Regions from separate parts of the Mus musculus genome. Here region 2 is linked to region 1. The links are chromatin contacts, called in public HiChIP or PLAC-seq maps. All regions are on one chromosome and are shown on one strand. The core of a region is the stretch at or near the end of the contact, and the rest is flanking DNA. Distances in the headings are between cores, read along the strand shown.

Region 1 (6,263 bases), core at 3,181-5,680:
TGCATACAGGAGAAGCTTCAAAAAACGTAATTGATCATTGCCTACAAGCATTTAATGCCATGGGATTGCCTAAACTCATTAAGACAGACAATGGGCCATCTTATTCCAGTAAAAACTTTATTTCATTCTGTAAAGAATTCGGTATTAAACATAAAACTGGAATTCCTTACAACCCCATGGGACAAGGAATAGTTGAACGTGCTCATCGCACCTTAAAGAATTGGCTTTTTAAAACAAAAGAGGGGCAGCTATATCCCCCAAGGTCACCAAAGGCCCACCTTGCCTTCACCTTATTTGTCCTAAATTTCTTGCACACCGATATCAAGGGCCAGTCTGCAGCAGATCGCCACTGGCATCCAGTTACTTCTAATTCTTATGCATTGGTAAAATGGAAGGACCCCCTGACTAATGAATGGAAGGGTCCAGATCCAGTTCTAATTTGGGGTAGGGGCTCAGTTTGTGTTTTTTCACGAGATGAAGATGGAGCGCGGTGGCTGCCAGAGAGATTAATTCGTCAGATGAACACAGATTCTGACTCTTCTGGTAAGTATCATTCTAAAGACTAAAATTCCTTTTGTGCTTAGAAATCAGCTGAGAGTGAAAGCTCCCAAAGCTGTTTTCCAGCTACTCTCTGAGCCAGCTCCTGACAGGAGGCCGGAGACTAGCCTCAGCTTTACAATTTGCATTTGAATAAAGTACCTAGACTTCCCCAAAAGAAGTTCTGCTTTCCTACTTTCTCACTGTCGAGATTTTGTCTTTCAAGCAGGTAAATCAACATTCTTGAAGCGGACCAGCGGATGTGCATCCCCGCCCCCCTAGAGCACACAGGTGGCTACTGTTATCTCCTTTCCAAGGACATTTCCAGCACGTGGCTTTCAGTCTGAGTTAAAAATTAGGTTTACCTAGAGGGCTAGAAGAGTAGATATTTCTATATTAATAAAGATTGGTTTTTATTTTGATAGACAGGCTTAGCCCCTTAGCTGACCTCTGGCCTTTCACCCTTGCTGTTACTGCAAGGTGTCCTTAGCTCAATAAGGCTGTGGAAAAAACAGGGATGAGGAGGAACGACTTCCAGCTCCTATTTTAGCCACAAATCGTGGTGTTACTAACGACATAATTCTTGCTTAGGCTTTGCTAATTCTGAGGTTGATAATTCTCCTTTAGGAGCTGCACAGCACTCAGAACTGTGCATACTGGTTTGTGATTGTACAAATTCAGTATGGGCATCACTTGGTGCAGAGGCACTGCAGGGGAAGGTCCAGCTTGACCATTTCTGAGTTTCCTGTGAGATAAACCCGGTTTGAAAGAGGTTGGTACCAAATTTTGGCTAAAAATGAAAAATATTTTTTGGCTCTGCCTCACCTCCCCAAAAGGTACCCAGAGCCACAGGTGTGGGTCTTACCAGTACCCACGGGAGGAATCGGGTCAATGTCCACCCAAGCCAAGGTTAAAAGCCCACTCATCTACGGATGAGAAAATCATTTGATCACCTCAGTTAAGCGTTGCCTTATTTAACTTAATTAATAGGGGGGAGAGAGATTGGAGACGTACTATTGAAAGGGCAAGCCCTTCACTGCCTCCCACCCAAATAAAAAAGCCAATTGGCCTTGTACTACAAGAGCCGGTCGAACTCCTTCTCCCTGTTTCCCGCCTATCATCCAAAAATGCGGAGGAATATCAACTTAGTGTTATTTTCACATTTGTTCAGTCAAACTTAGCCAGAGTTCCAACGCCCTACTTAAAATTCAACTAGAAAGTTACCTACCAAGTACTAATTAGCGTTATAAAGTCAGAGTCTGCAGCTCCAGGCCTTTCAGTTAGTTGTTTACTAAGAAAGGACAGTCTTAAGCCAGATACAGTTTACCATAAGAAAAGTTAAAGAATCCCAGTGAAGCAGGTTTTTTCTTTAGCCCTAGATTCCAGGCAGAACTATTGAGCATAGATAATTTTCCCCCCCTCAGGCCAGCTTTTTCTTTTTTTTAAATTTTGTTAATAAAAGGGAGGAGATGTAGTCTCCCCTCCCCCAGCCTGAAACCTGCTTGCTCGGGGTGGAGCTTCCTGCTCATTCGTTCTGCCACGCCCACTGCTGGAACCTGAGGAGCCACACACGTGCACCTTTCTACTGGACCCGAGATTATTCGGCGGGAATCGGGTCCCCTCCCCCTTCCTTCATAACTAGTGTCCCAACAATAAAATTTGAGCTTTGATCAGAATGAATTTGTCTTAGCTCCGTTTCTTCTTTCGCCCCGTCTAGATTCCTCTCTTACAGCTCGAGTAGCCTTCTCAGTCGAACCGTTCATGTTGCGAGCTGCTGGCGGCCGCAACAGCACACTTTCTTAATTTGAAGACCACTACATAATGCTAAGGACAGCACACTGATCAGGCCAACTGCAAGTTTCTTTCCAATTCCTGTCTTCTAGATTCTACTGTTAGGTTCAAGGGCATTTCCAATTAGAGCAGTGGCAGTAGACTTCAGCATCCTCCAAGAAATATTCAAGAAGAGAAGACAGTGACCAAGGCTGATACTTAGCTGGTAAAGTGCTTGCCTTGCATATACACATTCCTGGGCTCAGGTCCCCGTACAGTGTCTACTGGGTGTGTGTGAAAATCTGCCATGTCATCACAGGGGTGTGAGGCAATAGGATCAATGTCAAGATAATTGTTGGCTACATATGAAGTTCAAGGCCAGCCTGTGGTATTTGAGACAGTTTCTCAAAAGAACTGTTTCACAAGAATAAAGGACAACTTTTAGTCTCCTCTTAATCCAAGAAATCAACCCATGACCCAGTTAACCTGAACCACATATTACTTCACTCCATCAGTATTTTCCTGTGTTCTTGGAAGTTTATGTCATGTTACATTGTTATTGAAGAGACATGACTCCCATGGTGCTTCCTATGTTTTTGTTTGTTTGTTCACTTGACATAAGATAGGGTCATTTGAGAAAAAAAAAAAAAGAACCTTGATTTACAAAATGCCTCTATCAGGTTGGCCTATAGAAAAAGTCTTTAGGGGGTATCTTCTTGACTAATGACTGATGTAGAGGGCCTAGCCCACTGTGGACCATGCCAGCAATGGACAAATTGCTTAGAAGCCATATAAGAAATGGCACAGCAAGCTAGGAAACAGGGTTCCTTCATGGCTACTGCAACAGCTCCTGCATACAGGAGCCCACCTTGAGTTCCCAACCTGATTTCTCTCAGTTATGGACTGTGATCCTGGGCCATATTAGCCAAATTTCCTCAACAAGTTGTTTTTGGTTCTGATGTCTGTCACATCAACAGAAGGGAGCTTAGACACCTCCCCCCACTATAATCTTTTAAAATAAATTCTCACATGGGGAAGGTTACACTGGTCACACAGCTAATAGTCTGTTAGAAACTGAAGACTCCCACTGACCAAAAACAGGAGGCTTCATATGTCAGAGGTCAGGGAACTAAGTGGAGAAGACACATACTACTTAACCAGAAAAGAATTCTCAGAAGAGCTATTTGCCTAAGAGACCTGCTGTCACATTCACAGCAGAACCAGTTATAAAGAATTCCCCAAGAGAGGAGGGCTGAGGTGGTCAACAGCTGAGATAAGGACAAGGTCAAAATCCTTTCTGCATCCAACTATCCAATTCATATATGAAGAGTATTCTAGAAGAATATTCTTTAACTTAGTTTGTCATCATGTCCCTGAAGCAGAGTATTTCAGAAAGCACACACATAACCAGGAATTTCTTCTGTCATGGAATTCAAGTTCAGCAGACATTGATTTTGGAACAAATGTGCTGGTGCCACCTGTAATCAACAACTTTCTGGTAATACTTCCTTAGAATCTAAGGACATAATGACTGGGTAGTGTTGGTATAAATTCACATTTGCTGTTGTCTTCAACTGACCTTTGATGCCCAAGGCCCCTCACCACTCATGTGGTGTTCTATTTTATACACACACACACACACACACACACACACACACACACACACACACAAACACACACACACACACACACATATATTACAGGGCAATTCTTCAAACCAAGGGAAATGCTTCTTTGTGGTTTTGGCTGTTCAACAATCTCCTACAAAAGTTTCTGTTTTGAAAAGCAATATCTGAGTGTTTCTGTAGTAAACAGACATAAGACTCAGCTTATATAGTGCAATTCTAACAGAAAAATACACATCAGAAGATCTGTATTAATCATATCTCCTTCAATTCTGATTGAGTTATATAAGTTTATAAAGACTTCTCAGGCTAGCAAGATTCAGAATTTTGAGGACTAATAACTAAATTTCCTAAGTTGCATAGCCAACATGATGTGCAAACAACATACAGGTATAAAAGTGCAAATTCAGGGCTGAAGAGATGGTTCAATGATCAGAGCACTGGCTGACTTACCAGGGAACCTAAGTTTAATTCCCAGCATCAATATAGCAAGCCAAAACCATCTGTAACTTCAGTCCCAGGGGATCCAACACCCTTTTATGACTTTTGTGGGCACCAGACACTCACATGGTACACAGACATTTATACATGCAAACACTCACCTATCCTTACAAATAAGAATTTTAAAAATTACAAATGCACAATTAATAATCTTAAAAGATCCCTTATTGTAACAGGACTATGAATGATTTATTTCCTTGTATGTGTTCTAAACCTGCCTAATAAATATTTAAACTTTGTTATGTTTTGCAGAAGCGAGGTTTCCATCTATCATAAAATGTGCTTTAAAATTCTCTACTGAGAATTATGATATTCTGTGGTCAGGCTTAAGCTTACCTGCACAAAATTTATTTTCTTTTTTTTTCCAATTTTTATTAGGTATTTACTTCATTTACATTTCCAATGCTATCCCAAAAGTCCCCTATACCCTCCCCACCTCCTGCTCCCCTACCCTCCCACTCCCACTTCTTGGCCCTGGTGTTTCCCCTGTACTGGAGCACATAAAGTTTGCAAGACCAAGGGGCCTCTCTTCCCAATGATGGCCAAATAGGCCATCATCTGCTATATATGCAGCTAGAGACACGAGCTCTAGGGGTACTGGTTAGTTCATAATGTTGATCCCTTCAGCTCCTTGGGTACTTTCTCTAGCTCCTCCATGGGGGCCCTGTGTTCCATCCAATAGATGACTGTAAGCATCCACTTTTGTGTTTGCCAGGCACTGGCAAAGCCTCACAAGAGACAGCTATATCAGGATTCTTTCAGCAAAATCTTGTTGGCATATGCAATAGTGTCAGCCTTTGGTTGCTGATTATGAGATGGGCCCCCGGGTGAGGCAGTCTCTGGATGGTCCATCTTTTCGTCTCAGCTCAAAACTTTGTCTCTGTAACTGCCTCCTTGGGTGTTTTCTTCCTAATTATAAGAAGGGGAAAAGTGTACACACTTAGCTCTTTGTTCTTTTTTAATTTCATGTGTTTTCCAAATTGTATCTTGGGTATTCTAAGTTTCTGGGCTAATGTCCACTTATCAGTGAGCGCATATCATGTGAGTTCTTTTGAGATTGGGTTACCTCACTCAGGATGATATCCTCCAGATCCATCCATTTGCCTAGGAATTTCATAAATTCATTGTTTTTAATAGCTGAGTAGTACTCCATTGTGTAAATGTACCACATTTTCTGTATCCATTCCTCTGTTGAGGGACATCTGGGTTCTTTCCAGCTTCTGCCTATTATAAATAAGGCTGCTGTGAACATAGTGGAATATGTGTTCTTATTATCAGTTGAAACATCTTCTGGATACATACCCAGGAGAGGTATTACTGGATCCTCCAGTAGTACTATGTCAAATTTTCTGAAGAACCTCCAGACTGATTTCCAGAGTGGTTATACAAGCTTACAATCCCACTAGCAATGGAGGAGTGTTCCTCTTTCTCCATATCCTTGCCAGCATCTGCTGACACATGAATTTTTGATCTTAGTAATTCTGACTGGTGTGAGGTAGAATCTCAGGGTTGTTTTGATTTGGATTTCCCTGATGATTAAGGATATTGACCATTTTTTTCAGGTGCTTCTCAGCCATTCGGTATTCCTTAGGTGAGAATTCTTTGTTTAGCTCTGAGCCCCATTTTTTAATGGGGTTATTTGGTTTTCTGGAGTCCATTTTCTTGAGTTCTTTATATATATTGGATATTAGTACCCTATCTGATTTAGGATTGGTAAAGATCATTTCCCAATCTGTTAATGGCCTTCTTGTCTTATTGACAGTGTCTTTTGCCTTACAGAAGCTTTGCAATTTTATGAGGTCCCATTTGTCAATTCTTGATTTTATAGCT
Region 2 (5,706 bases), core at 3,086-5,585, 170 kb before region 1:
CTCAGGGTTGTTTTGATTTGCATTTCCCTGATGATTAAGGATGTTGAACATTTTTTCAGGTGCTTCTCAGCCATTCGGTATTCCTCAGGTGAGAATTCTTTGTTCAGCTCTGAGCCCCATTTTTTAATGGGGTTATTTGATTTTCTGGAGTAAACTGACTGTTCTTAATGATAACTGGTGCTCATTTTCATCATTATGCACTTTAAAGTGATAGTCTTTGTTAGCCTTTAGTTTACGGCCGTAAAGATAGTTCTGAGGCCTAAGAGGGCTCATGTCCACATTCATTGAGTCTTCCATGAGGTGGAGGCACACACTTCAGTGTTCCACAGAACAGACACACAGGATGGAATCATGTCAAGGCTAAAAATTTAAGTTTTATTTGGCCAGGTTATTTTGCCTTTTCATGATGATCTATGGGGTTTATGACTCAGGCAGGGAAACAAAAAAAGAAAAAAATTAAGATGTCCTTTTGTGCCATTTTAATGCTCTACCCTAATTCCAGTTCAGATCTGTTTTACTCCAAGTGTACTCTGGAGGTTCTAAGGAGAAGCATCATTTCAGAGCCCTTGGCCCCACCCAAGTTCCAGAGATAAGCTCACCCTTCCCTCCCCCTGTGGGTTGCTTCTTCAGGTGTTTGGTCACACAAAAAGAAACTAACAATGTTTTCCTTCACTAGGCCCCAAATCTGGAACAGAGAGATTGATCAATGGCAGCTCTTCTCCTGTAAGAAGTATAAACCAGGAACTGTATCACAAACAGGTGCCAGGGCACTCTGGTGGAGTCAGCTTGTGAGGCAGAAATGCCAAAAAGCTGCTCATGAGAAATGAATTTCTAGTACTCTCCTCCTGGATGACTGGCGAAAGTCAGCTCTTCAGTTTGGGTCAGTTTGGCAGGCGAAAAGCCTGGAAGCTGTTCCACGAGGATAAGAGTTCTATGGAAATTTTCCTCCCGGAGTTATGGCGTTTTTTTTTCCCTTACCCATAATAATCAAATTTCCACTACATTAGTCTAGTGTATAGATTCACGTGCACTCTATTAAGCATTGCCTTATAGTAAATGCCTTTTAAGATTGTATTCTAACATAGCTAAAGCCTTTTCCCAGTGTTCTTAGACTCCAGATAGCAGCAAGGAGCTTAACCCATTCAGTAGCTAATAAAGCACTAGCCATTAATTCAGATGTCTGCAAATAGAGTCTAAAATTCTCACTGAGATAGAAATTCGTATTACAGACTACATTCCATGCCAAGAGCAAATTAGTATACTATACTGAAAATGGACAGTCTCCAGATATAGATAAGAATTAACGAGGCCTAGAGAATTTTGGGGTCAGTGACACTACATTAGTCTTGAGGCGTATCAAGAGTTAACTATCCTGAGGCTATTAACTCTAAGTGTAAAACTCTTGCCTGGCAGAAAGTGCTAATCTCTAAGGTAAACATTTATCTGGTCCCTACAAATTCTCTTTGTAGTCACTCCCTTTGCATCTGTGTTAATCTCTAATGTTAAACGTTTATCTGGTTCCTTTTGAAGTCACTCCTTTTGCACCTGGAAAAATTCAATGTGCCTTTTTCTGTTATGATTTGCAATTTACTCTGTATTATAAAAGTCTGAGGCTCGACTGGAACATTACATTCAGATTAAACACCTCTCTTGTGTGTTTGGCTGTCTGTCACTACATCCTAATCTTGCCCATCTACTCTAGAGACTCTTTCCTACGCAGGCACAGGGGCCCAGAGGGTCTGTGGCAAACAGGAGCAAACTGGTCCCTTCCAGCCAGCCAACCCTAGACATCATGGTGGGAAGATGCTTCCTGCTGAAGGGACTGAGGTAGCAGAATAAACTCCACTTTAGACTCCATTCTAAATTAACTTGCCCTCATAGAGGCATGGCCAATGAAGAGACAAAAAGCAGCAGGACAGATTCCATCTTGTCTTCTAAACTCTATTTTAAGCTGCTATCCTTGGAGAAAACCTTAGAGTGATATGGCTCCTACCCTTGAGGTCTGAGAAAAATCATGAAATGTGCTTGATGATAGTAAAATAGACACAGCAGCTGCAGCTAGCTGATAACAACAGAGTGGGCTAAGAGAACACAAGTCTTTCCCTGGTCAAGATGCCCCTTTTCAGGTGTGTGGTCTTTCCTTGTGGTCTGAGCAGATACTATCAATTTGAAGGTTAACATTCCTTTACCCATTTACCCAATCATGTAACACCAAGGCTTGAAAGCCCCAGCTTGCAAACCTTTCCTATATAAATCCTAAACCCCTAGACCCGAGGGTCACTTTCCTAACCTGTTGCTTGGGTTTGTGACCCAAGCTCGAGCTTGAATAAGGACTCTCGTGTTCTTGCATTGGAGTTGTAGTTCCTGATGGTCTCTTTGGGGTTTTTGCAATCTGGGTACAATACTGCTCTTGGACTATCATAATAGACACTCTTTCCAAATCATGTATCAAATTAGTTTAATGAGGGTCCACAAACTTTAACCAGATCCAGACTCTCAGGGTTTGGTTGCCAATGGACCTTTTTAGGCAAGATGTTTCACACTGCTCTGGGTTCATTTATCTGCGGGATCCACAGTCTCGCCACCAGCCAAGACTGTGCTGTAGTCTGTTGGGTCCGGGTGCTGTTTGTGAAGCAGGCTTCAACTTCATAAATATATGGCACGTAAACAGGGAACTTGCATGAGCGGCTACCTGGGTGGAAGCTAGATGCCTTCATCTAGATCCTGAAGTAAAATTTATGAAATGAGATCTAAGAACAGTCAAAGGACTGGGGCCTCCCCACCTAGAGTCAGAGCCAAGAACAGTTAAAGGATTGGGGGCCTCCCTCCTATTTCCTTGCTCTCAGTCTTCTCAGAGCTTTACCACAGTAGCCATGATGGAGTTAGATGAACAAAGGGGACATAATGGATGGGCTGGAAACGCGCCAACTATGGTGTCTGCAAATTCTGACCTTCAAGCCAACAATGCATAGCTTAGGGCCCTACACTGTAATGGATACTTTAGAATGTCAACTTATCGATAAATACCCGGGGTACTAGCTTACAAGCTCAGCACTCAAAAGACAGATAGGAAAATTTTAAGTTTAGGGCTAGCCAAGTCTACATGGGGGACTCTGTTTCCAAACAGTAGCAGCAGCAGCAGCAGCAGCAGCAATAACAATGGGGGAAGAAACTCAACCAAGAGAGAGGTAAGGCATATTCTGGCTTTGAGTTCCAGAGGTTGTAGTCCATGGCTGCAGGAGTTCGTGGCTTTTAGACATGCAATAAGGAGAGAGTCTGCAGTTGTAAACCTGTTTATATCATGGCAGCTGGGGAAGAAAATGTGAGGGAGGGGGGAAGAAGAGGATAGAAAATCTGGGGTCCTAATATCCTCTTCAAGGGCATGTTCCCAATGATGTTAAGTTGCTTCTGCTAGAAGCTATCTCTTAAGAATATGCACATATATATGTATATATACATAAGTATATATGCCTATACATATATATGTAGAGAGATAAATAATAAATATAATTATTTATTATATAATTTCTCTATATATACACATACATACATACATACATACATACATACATACATATGGAGAGAGAAGCTTTGTATTGGGCTTACAGATGTATCTAGCTTTGGAGAAAGTCTTAACTGCATGAGAACTTTAGAGGAAATTCAGGATTCAAATAATTCTACTTGGAAACCTATTAGAGATGCAAATTCTGGAATTCATTCAAGACTGACTAAATCAGAAAATTTAGCCATGGGATAGCTGTGCCTGTTTAAAACAAGCTCTCTAGGTAATTTGGACTCTCTCTCTCTCTCTCTCTCTCTCTCTCTCTCTCTCTCTCTCTCTCTCTCACACACACACACACACACACACACACACACGCATGCACGCACTACACTAACAGTCATTTCAGAATGGAGCAGAAGTGAGGGCTATTGAAAAAGAGTCGGGGAGCACACGGGGCTTGGGAACTTGCTAGACACACCTATCAGGCCCTGCCCTCCCAAGATTTTGACCTAATTGTACAACAATTGATCATTTCTTTCTGTTGATTCTCGTTGCATCAGTGATTCATAATCTCAGCTTTAAAACACTTAAATGTGGAGAGAAAGATGCACCCTGTTCACCTTTGTGAGGTGAAAGCCACCAGCAGCTGAACTGTGGATTGAGAAGAGAACCAGGCCACCTTAGGTCAACCCCTGCACAGCCTAGGGTCAACAGGTTTAGCTGTGTTTGCCTCAGCTTACAGGCGTTGGCACACAGGCTAGGTTCTGCTTGTGGGGCATGGACCAGCTGCAGGTCAGGGCGGGAGAGTCTTGGTTCTGCTCATGATCACTAGATGGCAGCACTGGACTTCAGCTTCCACAGGAAACATCCCGAGCCTGCACAGCCAGGCTCTGCTGTCTGGTGCCAACTCCAAGCTTTCGGTTTCATAATCCTTAGAGGCTTGTGCATATCGGCACCAACACAGGGAGCACAGAAGGCACAAGCGAGGCTATGATTTATTTCCTTGTTTCGCTCCAACATGTGATCATCTCATTACATACACTCCTCTGGCCTCCTTGGTCTTGGTCAGTGTTGTGGACTCTCTCTTGCTGGGATAAACACTCTGATCAGAAGCAACTTGGGGAGGGAGGGTTTATTTGGCTTACACTTCCAGGTCATGGTCCACCATGGAGGGAATCAGAGAAAAGCAGGAGATTGAAGCAAAACAATGGAGGAACACTGCTTGCAGGCTACCTCTCTAGCTCACTCAGTCACAAGCTCAGCTAGCTTTCTTATACATGGCCTTCTTAAGGATGGTGCCATCCACAGTGGACTGGGTCCTCCCACATCAATTAAGAATCAAGGCAGTGTCTCACAGACATGCCTGCAAGCCAATTCTCAATGGAGGCTTTCTGCTCAGATGACTCTAAACCTTGTCATGTTGACAACAGAGCTAACTTGGACAGACACTGTACTGACTATATAGAAGCCAAAGACACATCCCATACATTAAGTTGTGTGTGTGTGCTCGTGCACATGCAAAGGAGGCTAAAACAACCTGCAACAGCAACAAAAGTACAAACTGAAGACAGAGATTGTTGTATAGAAAGGAATCGTAGTCAAAAGAAGATGACCCCCCAGTCAACGCATGCAAATATGAGCCCCGTCCTTGCCATTGGTGAACATGCAGCTTAGTTTTCTCCTCTGTCACTGAGTGGATGGAGAACACGTCTGTTTTCTTCCTTTTCTTGAAAGGTTAAAAACTACACAATATTACAGACATGCCAAAAATTAGTGAAATACAATCTACTTGAATATTCCTATAGTTCAGGTCTACTCAAAATCCCGCAGCACACTGCTCTCAGTCAACTTTACCGTGAGTGGAGCGTGAAGCTTCCATAGTGTTGTATTACTTTTTCTGAGATGTGAAGAAATGTTTGTCCACCCTAGACAGAGTCAAAGTTAGACTAAAGCAGTAGCTCTCAACCTTCCTAATGTGGAGACCCTTTAATATAGTTCCTCATGTGGTGACTGCTAACTATAAAATTAGTTTGTTGCTACTTTATAACTGTAATTTTGCCATTGTTATGAATCATAATTCAGATATTTGATATGCTGGGCCCAAATCAGCTGTCGCTCACAGGCTGAGAGCTGGTGGAGTAAAGAAACAACTCCATTCATGTCCAGCATGATGAACCAGTTAGTAAGACTTATAGGGACCTGGG

Evidence for each region. HiChIP or PLAC-seq counts read pairs in DNA pulled down with a chosen protein or histone mark.
Region 2: a RAD21 HiChIP or PLAC-seq map of pro-B cells shows a contact between it and region 1, with 5 times the contacts expected there. The contact joins two enhancer-like sites. A contact is called at or near these places in 2 of 15 datasets of contacts at CTCF or cohesin (large pre-B cells and pro-B cells) and 1 of 115 datasets of contacts at active chromatin or transcription factors (large pre-B cells).

The regions. Positions count from the first base shown.
Region 1 is chr9:7,420,953-7,427,215 of GRCm38.p6, reverse strand. No RefSeq gene overlaps it. Among named protein-coding and RNA genes, the nearest start is that of Mmp3, 22 kb to the left of the region's middle. Within about 2 kb of position 4,430, at least 1 of the 459 cell types and tissues checked has an H3K27ac peak or open chromatin away from gene starts, as enhancers often do. A contact at or near this core is called in pro-B cells, where this site is marked.
Region 2 is chr9:7,594,085-7,599,790 of GRCm38.p6, reverse strand. The region is part of intron 2 of Gm31751 (a long non-coding RNA gene); the gene reads left to right. Among named protein-coding and RNA genes, the nearest start is that of Gm31751, 23 kb to the left of the region's middle. Within about 2 kb of position 4,335, at least 123 of the 459 cell types and tissues checked have an H3K27ac peak or open chromatin away from gene starts, as enhancers often do. A contact at or near this core is called in pro-B cells, where this site is marked.